2 separate regions of the Hordeum vulgare genome follow, and region 1 is linked to region 2. The links are chromatin contacts, called in public Hi-C maps. All regions are on one chromosome and are shown on one strand. The core of a region is the stretch at or near the end of the contact, and the rest is flanking DNA. Distances in the headings are between cores, read along the strand shown.

Region 1 (6,134 bases), core at 2,677-5,176, 430 kb before region 2:
AGATCATGCAACCAGGTTGGCATCCTTACAAAGTTATCGATGTTGATGGACAGGCAAAGGTAAACCTTTTTATTTTACTTATATTATTATACTATTCCTTTTAGGAGAACAACATATACTGGTTGAGAGGGTGTCCTGGTCCATGCTTCTGTTGTTCCATGCATGTTTGTTTGTGTATTATATTTTTGAATTGACTGTTAGATTTTCAGGAAAGAAAGGAAAAAAACGGAAGTAGTATTTGAATTTCAACTGGATACACTGCTATCCTGATTTGAATCCTTGTTCCAGTAATGAAACCACTGTTATGAATTTGCAGCCTATGATTCTGATAGATGTTTGATGGTGCAGGAAATAGTCAAGGAAGACGATGAGAAGCTGCAAGCCCTGAAAGAAGAGCTGGGGCAGGAGGCCCACGATGTTGTGGTCAAGGCCCTTCTTGAGTTGAACGAAAACAACCCCAGCGGCAGGTACCCCGTCCCCGCGCTGTGGAACTTCAAGGAGAACCGGAGAGCGCCGCTTGATGAGGCAGTAGCGTACATTCTCAAGCAGTGGAAGGCGAGTAAGGGCAAGAGAACATACTGCCGCTGAGTGTGATCGACGTCTCCAAGTCCTAGCTATAGTTTATGGCCTGTGGCCCTGTAAAATTGTATCTTAGTAACAGCACTTGATGCTCAGTTAATTGCAAAAACTCAAAAAACACAATTGCGGCGAGGGTTTTAGAAAACCATTGGATATTTTAGAGGAATACATCAGAACTAGCTTTGGTTCAACTTACTGAGATATGTATGAACATCTAACTTATGTGACACTCCCTCCGTTCCACAATATAAGACAGATGTTTTTGGAAGCTATGTTAGGTTCCAAAAGCGGGACGGAGGGAGTATTTCTGTAAATCTGAGATGGAACGCTGAGGAGAAAAGGTGGCAGTTGGCACTTCCTGTATTCAGTTTGCATTCGATCACCTTTAATGAAATACAAATATGTACTCGGAAGGCATGTCCTTGTAAAATTACAGAAAAAAGCTCCTTACATAAGTGCAAAAAGTGGAAACCACCATAGCATTGCATTACATACTATACTTTGGTAGCACCACACCAAAGCCATCCCTTCACAGCCACCGACACATGGCGCTCAGTACACAGCTTGGAAAACTCTGAGCTGAAGCACGGTCAGAAACGTAGCACAGATCATCCTCATGCTCGTCAACATGAGCGCTGAAGCAGCAGAAGTCCTGCACCAGCCCAGCAGAAGCACTTAATATTGCTACTTAGTACAATAACTGAACAGTAAGTTGCGTTTCCGTGTGATTTCTTGTGAAATTCATGTGTTCCAAACTGGAGTGCCTTTAGTATACTATAGTAGTACGTGTGAAGTGTGAAGTGTGAAGTGTGAAGTAGACTCACTCAGATGCCAGGAACTTGCATAGCCCGAAACCTAGCAAGCAGACAGACAGCAAAAAGGTCACACCACCGAACAATTCATCATTAAAATAAAAATATGTAGCTCCGCCACCGACTTATCAAGAGTAAGTACTCTACGTCCGCTGATGGATGGAATGGAGCAGAAGATATATTTCAAAAAAAAAAAGAGGAGAAATTTACTTGGGTCCCTCTTGGTGATGGTTCCAGCGCCGCCGAAGTTGCAGGCGATGTCGGAATTGCCGTTCTGCTGGTAGAAGATGTTGAAGGCGTAGGAGGCGTGCAACAGGAGTGTGTTGGGCTGGTAACAATGCCCGCCCGGCTGCAGCGGCGAGCAGTCGGCGGCGCCCTGGCCGCACGCCCAATCCAGCGCATTCTGGAGGTCCTCCTGGGGGACGCCCGGCCGCGCGACGCACCAGGTGACACCGTCGATGAAGCTCGTGTTTCCCTCCGGAGGAGACAGGGTAGGGATCGGGGTGGTCGACTCCGCCTTCTCCTGCGGCGCGCCTGCCACACACACTGATCACACAGCAGCGTTCAAATGACAGGGTAGAGCAAGTAACATAAGAAGGCACGGGCAAAGGAAACAAGAGACATGCATATATGTGGTGTAACTCACCAATGAAGCACGCAAGGATCAAAAGACCCTTCATGATCAGCTCCTCTCTCTTCATGTGTGAAACAAAACTAACTCAAAAGAAGACCTCTCTCTCTCTCTCTCTCTCTCTCTGACCCGTCTCTTTCCCTCCCTCCCCTGTGTAAGCCTTAGGGAATATAATGGGAGTCTGAGCGAAGAGCGCCTGTGTCAACAGGAAAGAAGCTACTGTCCATGCAAAGGCCACTGGATTTCAGTTCACTACTCGAGTCACTAAGCAACTCATGAACCAAAAAAAGTCCCCAGGTTGCTCACCGTGCATGGTGCATACTTATGGCCATGGCAGAGAGCGGCTTGCGTGTGCTGTGTAGACCAATGCAGATCAGATGCCTTTATGAATATAAAACAACACCGAGAATATCGGATGACTTGAAGGCCAGGAAACCATAGATTCTGCTGCCATGCGGTGGAGATATGCATGCATGGCCATGATTTCTAAAGGGACAAAAGGAAACCAGGCAATGGATTCCACGAGATCTCTCAAAGGGGCCAAGTGCATGCTGTGTTACCTTTACTTTTTTTGCTGTTTCATGGTAGAATGTGTCGGAGCTTCACGAGCAAAAGCTTTTCTTGTGGATTAAGGGAAGAACCTCCATTCACTTTACAAAGCTAGACTCAAGCCTAATGAATGAGGTTTGGTGAACCAGATTGCCTTGACTGACCTACACCACCTGCCAAGTGCCAATGGAACAAATGACATGCTGAAGCATATATATAAGGGAAGTAACAAGGCTTGAAAAAACAAGCAAGCTGCAGTGAAACAGATAAACAGGACAGGTAACATAGCATACTAAATAGAATGGAGCAGCTAGGAGTGAAAAAGAAAAACTGATACAAGGCTCCTCAGCTCGGTCGCCCAACAGGCCAATCCTCATTCCCTGCTAGTAGCTGGCGAGAACTCAATTTGGCTCAGCCACCGCCACATGCGAGAAACTTTATAAGCTTAACAAGAAACCACTGGCACAAAGTGGTGCCAGAAACTTCTTTGAGAATGGAAACTATACTAGCAGAAACCATCAGTGGTGATCCCAATGAGTTGAGACATATGGAACAAAGCAACACCAACTATAAAGTTTAAAGAGGACTTATAACTATAATATTGGGCTAACCTACCTTTGATGTTTGTCATGAAGAAACTTGTATCTTTAGACAATATATAGGGTCTTGCATTCATTTACTGAAAAAGGCATCGTCAAAACACAACCTGATCATGTCCTGCGGACCTACTTTTCACATGCAAATCTACAGCGAATACTTGTCACACAAGGGAAGCCTGCAAGTAACTACAACTGTGTTTGTTGGAATGTAGATTTCGAATCGCAGTCTGGCAAACAGTCATATCTCAGTTTTGTCTCCACTGAAATGATTAATTTTGGTTACATATGGATAACTAAAAGTACTCAAATATATTCAAAAAGTCTGTAACTCGCACATCCTCAGAAAGAATGGATTCATGGGAGAGGTGCCATTTTGGTATCTTACACACATACCAATAATACTAGTTACAGGACCACCCGAAAAACATGCCTCATGTCATTGTCTGTTCAGAAAACAAAATATGGCTCGTGTCGTTGTACTTTTCTTGCTTGTATTCTTTTTCTAGGATCGCCTAGTAAAGCAGGGCAGCCAAGCAGTTAGAACACCGCTGGAAGCTGGTAGAGTCTTTGACCATGCAGACTATTTTAGAGTAGCAATTTCTGAAATACGATAGGCAAGAGGTGCAGCATTAGAATTGTAGCATATACTAGCAGTATCAGCTCCAAACCTGATTTCTGCTGTATCTCTGGTTGCTTCTGTTTCCCGCTTCCACATTTTGTAAGTTGGGACTAGATATGAGAATAATAGATGAGGTTACCCCCACACTTCCTTTCAGAAATTGGATACTGTGGTTGAATCAACAGATGTGTCGACATCTGAACTTCTACAGAACTTGTTATGCAACCAGAACTTGGAAATTTTCATCATAATATTTCCAATGCTAGAGTGGTGCTAGCAGTATCCAGCTTCAACCTTGCTTCCTGATGTGCCATGTCCTGAAGCTTATTTTTTCCACTAGACATCTAATGAGTTAGACCAAGACTAAGATTGCAGCGACCTGTAAGGCTGTAATAGATGAGGTTGCCCCAATGCTTTCACTGCAGTAGTCATGTGCAACAGAAACCATATGCTGTGGTTGAGTCAAAACATGAGCTGTCAACAAATGAAGTTCTACAGAACTGTTCTGCAACCATAAGACACCGCCATTCCCCTGATTATACGGCACGGAACCTCATAAACATTGCATTCATCACTGTCAATCAATACATGAATCAACTACCAATAATCTTTACATGAACATTCCCCCCCTTTGAAATGGTGGAACCTACTGCGATCCCTAACAATGATTTCACGGTCATATACCTTAGATATTAGCTTAATTACCAAATGACAGTCTCCACACATCCTCAAGTTCTTCACTATCCTGATAGGAGAGCCAGGAAGACTCTTCAGCAAGGCAAAGGCAATGGCCAGCCTCTCGCTATGGTAGTTTAAAGCAGTCTCTTTCTCTTCCTCCTCTATATCTGCCAATACATTGCTTGTGCGGGGGACGTAACCTTGGCACCTCAATCTCTCAGCTATCTCGGCTAGCGTTTGGTATATCTGATCACTCTCAGGATGTGATCTATCGCCCATAACGAACTCATACACAGAGTTGCGGAGCTCCACAAGGCTATGCCCTGGGTTTTTCCTCACTCCATGTGTAGCCATTGTCTTCCTAAGCACATGGGCATCTGCCCACCTCCCAACAGCAGCATACAGATTTGAGAGGAGGACATAATCGCCGCTGTGCCCAGGATCAAGCTCAACCAGCCGTGCCCAAGCAGCCTCCCCGAGTTCCAACTTCTTGTGCATAGCACAAGCACCTAGCAATGTCCGCCACACAACAGCGTTGGGCTCCATTGGCATCGTGGTGATATAATTGTGCGCTTCCTCAACTCTTCCAGCTCTTCCCAGCAGATCCACCATACATCCAAGGTGTTCGATCCCTGGTGCTATGCCATACTTGTCCTGCATCTCATTGAAATATCGAAACCCATCGTCGACCAACCCGCAGTGGCTACAAGCATACAGCACTCCTACCATAGTGATATCAGTTGGGATAAGCCTCTCCCTCTCCATCAGACCGAACAGCTCAAGGGCATCCTTCCCAAACCCATTCCCTGCCAAACCCACGATCAGTGACGTCCACGAGACCACGGTCCTTGCCACCCCCATCTCCTCAAACACCTTCCATGCATCCTCAACTCCGCCACACTTGGCATACAGATCAATCAGCGCGTTGCCGACATGGCTGTTCCCTACTAACCCAACCTTGGACGCAAACACATGCACCCTCCTGCCGAGAGTGAGCGCCCCGATCTCCGCACATGCAGTTAAAACACTGACGATGGTGAATCCATCCGGCATGAGGTCCGCCTCCAACGTCTCCCGGAAGATTGTCAATACCTCGTTCGGCCTCCCATTGGCGGCAAACCCGTTCATCACGGAGTTCCAGGAGACGAGGTTCCGCTCCAGCACCGGAATTTCGTCGAACACCCTGTGGGCGCTCTCAAAGAGGCCGCACGCGCCATAGTGGTGGACGAGCGAGTTCTTGACGAACACGAGCGCCACTAGGCCGTTCTTGGCGGCCTCGGCGTGGAGGCTCTCGCCTTCGCGAAGTGCAAGGAGGCGCGTGCAGGCCTGGAGGAGCGGCGGGTAGGTGTGCGTGTCGGGCGGCGCGAGGCGGCGGCGGTGGAGCGCGAGCGCGATGCGTGGGTGCGCCGAGGACGCGGCGATGCGGAGGACCGTGTTGAGGGAGAAAGGGTCCGGGTCGGGGAGGAGGCAGGAGAGGACAGTGACGGCGTAGAGGAGCGGTGGAGGGCCGGCGCGGAGAGAAGCGAGGTGGAAGAGGAGGTGTTTGGCGAGGAGAGGGTGGGAGAGGGGCACGCCAGCCGCACGGAGAGCGCGCGCGTGAATCTGCTTGGCGGCAGCGACGGAGGGAGACGGCAGGTGGAGGCGGAGGAGCGCGACGCAGTGGCGCA
Region 2 (6,153 bases), core at 1,967-4,466:
TTGACAGGAGCATAAGAAGAGTGGGCAGCAAAGCAAGGAAAACAATGAGGGCGATCTGCGGCAGGTAAGCTTGTAAGACTGTCGTAAGTAAAGGTTGGTCCACAACCACCTTCAGAAAGGGCAGCTTCTCCCTCAGTTTTTGCAACGTTGTAACAGCAGAGATAGCAGTAATAGGAATCATATAGAAAACCACGGTGACAAAGACAATGAGGTAGACCACAGTCTGTCTGGTTTGCCTATCATATATTTTCTTTGGAAGATTGGTCCATATTACCTCACGTGGTTCAGGAGCTTCTGTAACTGTCCATTCATCAAACATCTGGGCATGGAGAGTCTGAGATGCAGAGGCTGCAGCAGCTCTGCTGTTGAAGAAGACAAAGGCCGCCCGTTGCTGTTTATCACTAAGGGTGCTCTTCTGTTCATCCTCCAGTTTGGGAAGCAATTCCTTAATCTTCTCACTACAATACTCAAGCGTGTCAACCTTTTTACCGATAAGGCCAAGGAATCCCGTCCTATGTGTAGGCCTCGTTCCCTCAGGTCTATTTGTTGTTTTTGACTCTGCATAGACAGCTTCAGCATGAGCAATTTTTTGTTTGTGACCTTCAATCTCTTGGAAAATTTTATCAGCCTGCATAGGACGATTTTATCATGTACGGGGAAAATAAGACACATGCCACAAATAATAAACAAAGGGCGGAACTGCCCTAAAGAACCTCTGAGTTGCAGTACCTTCTTGATGTCTGTCACAACCATTGCTTTGTAGAATGTGTCAGGATGAAGTGCTCGAAAATACGAGTCCACCGAGTCCTTTATAGTTTGATCAGGAGGTGGAACAGGAACATCTCTCACCAACATGGCAAACTCCTCTGGTTTAACGTCTGATGTTGATCGCGCAGCTGCTCTCAGATTCGAAACATGCTTGTAGGATCTCCATAGTATGAAATAGGTGACAAAGGAGACCCAATAGACTGCAAATATAAATGCCCACAGCCTCGCACTTTCGTCCTGGAGAAAATATCAAGACACTACTGAGTTTGGTTGTGACAGCGAGTGCCTGTGATTGCAATCTGGCAGTCCTCTTTATAGACTGTACGTTTCTATAGAGAAGAACTCCAGCTACTGCAGTTCTCAATATTACCATTTTCAACCAAAGTTCACGTTATTATGAATCCGCAGATAACAATTGTGCAACAGGTGATTACAGCAACAACTGTTAAACTGTATAAACACTGTAGAAACAAGGAATACTTATCCCGCAGCAGAATTTCAGTTCAGTCAAAACTTCAGAAGTGATGGACCTAATGGCTCCTAATAGGACAGCAACGAGACAGATACTGATTCTGACAATACAAATATCTAATAATGTGCCAAATTATGCGTTTCATCTACATAACGATATGTACGGTACATTTTATGGAGCCAATCATCCACCTGGTTATGGGCAGATCAAGCATGAAAATGTCTCCAGAAGTCTGAATAATTGGAATATTCTATAGACCTATTTGCGGCAACAAAGACAGGTCATCAAGGTCAGATAAGAGGATTACTTACTTTAACATTGCCCAATGCTAATCTTTCAAAATCTGTGACGTTGGGCGGCACTCTGCCAGTAGAATCCTCCAGGGCATGATCAGTTCCAGCAACTGGTAACAGCACGGGAAGCAACACAATCGCGGAAAACACAAGGATTGCCAACACTGGAACACGAGAGAACAAAAATTCTGATAAGATTTTTATATTCAAGCAAGCACTCTGAATGATATATCTACCTACCTATATCTGACCCAAAACGCATCCTAGCATTAACTCTTTGCACTACAGACTAAGCAGTTTATAACATGCTAAATTTCATACTTCGAGCAACCCTCCATGCATGATAGTTTTATCTCGCTTGGGCCCGGCCTTCGGGACGGGTGGTGATAACTCCTCTTAACAAAGCACACGCATGGCTCTTGCTTGTCCTACACCTTTTGCTTTGCAGTATTTTATATATAATATAAAGTAAACTGATAGCAACAATTAGGATTTGTTATTGCCATTCTGGCAGTTGACACAATCGGCCGTATCTTCATGTTGGTACACATTTTTAGAAAATACTAGATGTTCGTATAGTACTGAGAATGGCGTTATGGCACCCAGGAGCCATGGAGGCCGAAATTTTTGAAAAAAACAAAATTCGAAAATTTTGATTTTAAAAAATCTGAAAACAATTGTACAACTAAACAGGTGTGTGATCCGCGTGTGTGTAAAATTTCAGGCCAAAATACTTTGAGACGCGACCAGTACATAAAAGACAAATTCATGGTCTCGAAAGATGAATAGTATGTGTTAAAAAGGTTCAGATTTATCTTTTTCGCATAGCCTTCATTTCAACGTATTTAGTTCTGAAGATTTATACATTTATGTATTGTACCTTCATCTACCTATGTATTTTTTTCAGAATATTTTGAAATGTTAAAATACGAATTTTCACGAAATTTAAACTTTGAATTTAAAGGCCTCTATGGAGCTCGGTCTCAAAAAACAATTTCCGTGAATATAGCAGATTCATTAGGGAAAGCATACTCCGTAGCACAGTAGCACGACTTAATTTTATATTTTGTGCACGAAATATTATTTTTTGTGGAAGCGAAAAAAAATACGGAAACGCACAGACAAGTACTCAACCAAATCAATCTGGGAACCAAACAACCAACTCAACCAAAGGCATGGGCAAACAAACGAAGTGGAGAGCGTGGTTGGCTTGGCCGTACCGGAGGAGAGGAAGACGAGGTAGACGGCGGCGTCGAGTCCGCCGGCGGCGACGACGTCGGGCTCGGACGCCGCGAACGCTTGGCGGATCCAGCCGACGGGGCTGCGCGTGCCCCGCCCGCGCCCCTCCCACGGGTCGAGCCCCCGCAGCAGCACGCTCGGGTAGTACACCGGCGCGTTCCCCGGGCGGCGCGAGAGCCACGTGAACAACAGCACCAGCACGACGAAGATGACGAAGGACGTGAGAAGCGACGTCAGGAACGACGAGATGTCCATCACGCCCGCCGCCGCAGCAGCCCCGCTCCTCCTCCGGGGGGATTATGATGGGGTTTGGTAGTGGAGGGAGTGATTAGCGGAGGGCATTAGGGTAGTAAATGGGTGGGAAGGGTAAGCATTGGATGCTTTGCTGTGCTGTGGAATGGCTGGCGTGGTGGGGAGTTTATGAGTTGTGGAGGTTGCCGAACAAAGGAAAGGGGCAGGAGGGAGAAGAGGAAGGGGATGGGACCATGGAGATCAGCAAAATGTCTGAAATGCCCCTTGCCTCCGTGTCTCTCTCTCTTCCACCTTCTCCTTTCCAATTATTCGAATCCCTTCCTTTTTGCCCCCTTTCATGGATTCACCTTCCTCGCCTCCATGATGCGTGTGTAAAAACAATTTCAACACGTTGATTCAAACGAACGACGCTTTTGTTTGTATTTTGTTTGTTTGGATCGGTCTCACGAACATTCGTGTCCGTTTTTTGATTGAATCGATGTTTGCGTTTAATGTGGTCAGCGATCATTTTTAGGCGACGCGAATCAAACATTTCAAAAAATATAAAAATCATTAATTAAACATAAATGTCAGCATGCGAGGACGGTGATAATCCACATCACAATAAACATAATTAAATAAACTAAAAACAAGGAGACGTGTTGCCTTAAGTGCCCTCCTCCTCCTCGTCTTCGGGGTCGGTGAGGTCGATGAGCGTCGGCGCCGGGCCACCCCACGGAAGGTCGTCTCCCACGCGGCGACGACATCGTCCGCCGGTGGTTGCACCGACGCTTGGTGGGCAGCATGTCACTCCTCCTCTCTGCTTCGGCCTCGCGATCCATGAGCTCAATCCGCCGGGCATGTGCGCCTTCTTCCCAAACCCGCCGCTGTCGTCAGTGCTCCAGGTGGGCCACCTCCTGCTCCGACGTCGCACCCAACCAAATCGGTGGCGCGCTGACCTACTCGCGCACCACCCCGTCCCAGGCGTACACCTCCAGCCTGAGACGGGGGATGGCAAGGCCGGCGGCGAGGGACGGCGGGGCCAACGGCGGCAGGACTATGTCGTTGGCAGCGGAGAGCGCAATGCCCTCTGCCAGCTGCTTCTCGTAGGCCTCCTCCTCCTTCTTGAGGTGCGCCTCCTCCTCGCTCACACGCAGGACGGTCGCCAACGCGTTTTGGTAAGCCGCCTCCGCCTCCTGGTCTTCTTCACGCACGATGAGGGGCGGCGGCGGTCCAGCCACCACGTCACGGATGCCATGTCGGCGCTGCTCCTCGTGCTTCCACGCGAAACACGCATGCCAGTCGGGGAGTCTGCAGCGTAGACGGGTTGCGCTGCTGTTCTGGTGTCAGCTGCTCCCGTCGGCGCCTCACCTCCTTCGCATGCGTCTGCACCGACCGCGGCACCGCTCGCACTGGGATCCTCTCCGGACCCAAGTGCGAGTCGTGCGGCAGCGTGATATTGGCGTAGGCGAGAGGGACACGGTTCTCCCAGTGCCACCTCGGCTGATGCACTAGCACGTTGACCCGCTGGCGAGGCGAAAGGTAAGACTCCGGCGCGCGGACAAGGACGGCGGGGGACTTGCCCTTGTATTTCATGGAGAAGAACCTCGTGATGGTGGTGGCTAGGGTTTGCCGCCGACGGGTGAGCACAGGTGGCTAGATGGGGATGGGGCGACTTTAAAAACAGGATGACCCCCCCCGGCACGCTTGGATTAAAAAGGACGATTTTGGGTCGCTAATGCGTGGGCCTGCGGTAGGCGGTCGTCGTTAATAAAGACGACGCCAACTTTGACCGGGTGCCATGTGTGGACGAGCGCGGACATGAGAAGGCGCGCGCCGCATCCGCGCCGACGCATTTCAGCGTATTTTTGGGCCTGAAATGGGTCCTCGCGGACGTGTTTTGACTTTAGGTCGACGCATTGGGCCTTCACTTTCGGCCGCGTTGACCCAAACGGACGCGAGAGAACAATTTGGGCCGCTATGTTGGAGTTACTCTAACGGTCTTATAATTGTCTTGTGTGGATCAATTTATGAAAAAGTATTCCCTAAAAAACAAAAACAAATATATCATGCCGAGGATTTCTTTAGATTGATTGTCTATTGACCAAACCGGTAAGACTCATTGATGAGGACATCAATACCATTGTTACACCCATAGCCCCTGCTGCTATACATACTAGACCAGTTACTGGAGCACACGCACGTCAATTAAATTACCAGGTACTTTCGTTTCTTGGAAATCCTTCTAATATTCATGAACATATGTGTTGGAAATATGCCCTAGAGGCAATAATAATTAGTTATTATTATATTTCTTTGTTCATGATAATCGTTTATTATCCATGCTATAATTGTATTGATTGGAAACACAATACTTGTGTGGATACATAGACAAAACACTGTCCCTAGTAAGCCTCTAGTTGACTAGCTCGTTGATCAAAGATGGTCAAGGTTTCCTGGCCATAGGCAAGTGTTGTTACTTGATAACGGGATCAAATCATTGGGAGAATCATGTGATGGACTAGACCCAAACTAATAGACGTAGCATGTTGATCGTGTCATTTTGTTGCTACTGTTTTCTGCGTGTCAAGTATTTGTTCCTATGACCATGAGATCATATAACTCACTGACACCGGAGGAATGCTTTATGTGTATCAAACGTTGCAACGTAACTGGGTGACTATAAAGATGCTCTACAGGTATCTCTGAAGGTGTTCGTTGAGTTAGTATGGATCAAGACTGGGATTTGTCACTCCGTATGACGGAGAGGTATCTCGAGGCCCATTCGGTAATACAACATCACATACAAGCCGTGCAAGCAATGTGACTTAGTGTAAGTTGCGGGATCTTGTATTACGGAACGAGTAAAGAGACTTGCCGGTAAACGAGATTGAAATAGGTATGCGGATACTGATGATCGAATCTCGGGCAAGTAACATACCGAAGGACAAAGGGAATGCCATATGGGATTATATGAATCCTTCGCACTGAGGTTCAAACGATAAGATCTTCGTAGAATATGTAGGATCCAATATGGGCATCCAGGTCCCGCTATTGGATATTGACCGAGGAGTCACTCAGGTCATGTCTACATAGTTCTCGAACCCGCAGGGTCTGCACACTTAAGGTTTGACGTTGTTTTATGCGTAT

Evidence for each region. A called contact is a pair of places that touch in the nucleus more often than the background predicts.
Region 1: a Hi-C map of seedling shows a contact between it and region 2, with 4 times the contacts expected there. The contact joins the promoter of LOC123426268 here to the promoter of LOC123426264 in region 2. A contact is called at or near these places in 3 of 6 Hi-C or Micro-C datasets (leaf and seedling).

What each region holds. Positions count from the first base shown.
Region 1 is chr2H:355,953,521-355,959,654 of MorexV3_pseudomolecules_assembly, reverse strand. LOC123426268 (major pollen allergen Ole e 10-like) reads right to left here and starts at 3,926. Exons shown (of 5, transcript XM_045110067.1): 1 at 3,839-3,926; 2 at 2,038-2,744; 3 at 1,602-1,937; 4 at 1,404-1,434; 5 at 935-1,231. The coding sequence starts at 2,092. The coding sequence ends at 1,132. LOC123426267 (pentatricopeptide repeat-containing protein At4g21065) reads right to left here. Exons shown (of 1, transcript XM_045110066.1): 1 at 3,461-6,134. The coding sequence ends at 4,387. It overlaps LOC123426266 (factor of DNA methylation 1-like), which reads left to right. Exons shown (of 7, transcript XM_045110065.1): 6 at 1-59; 7 at 349-778. The coding sequence ends at 588.
Region 2 is chr2H:355,520,988-355,527,140 of MorexV3_pseudomolecules_assembly, reverse strand. LOC123426264 (CSC1-like protein ERD4) reads right to left here and starts at 3,216. Exons shown (of 7, transcript XM_045110062.1): 1 at 2,754-3,216; 2 at 1,552-1,697; 3 at 730-1,005; 4 at 1-628. The coding sequence starts at 3,027.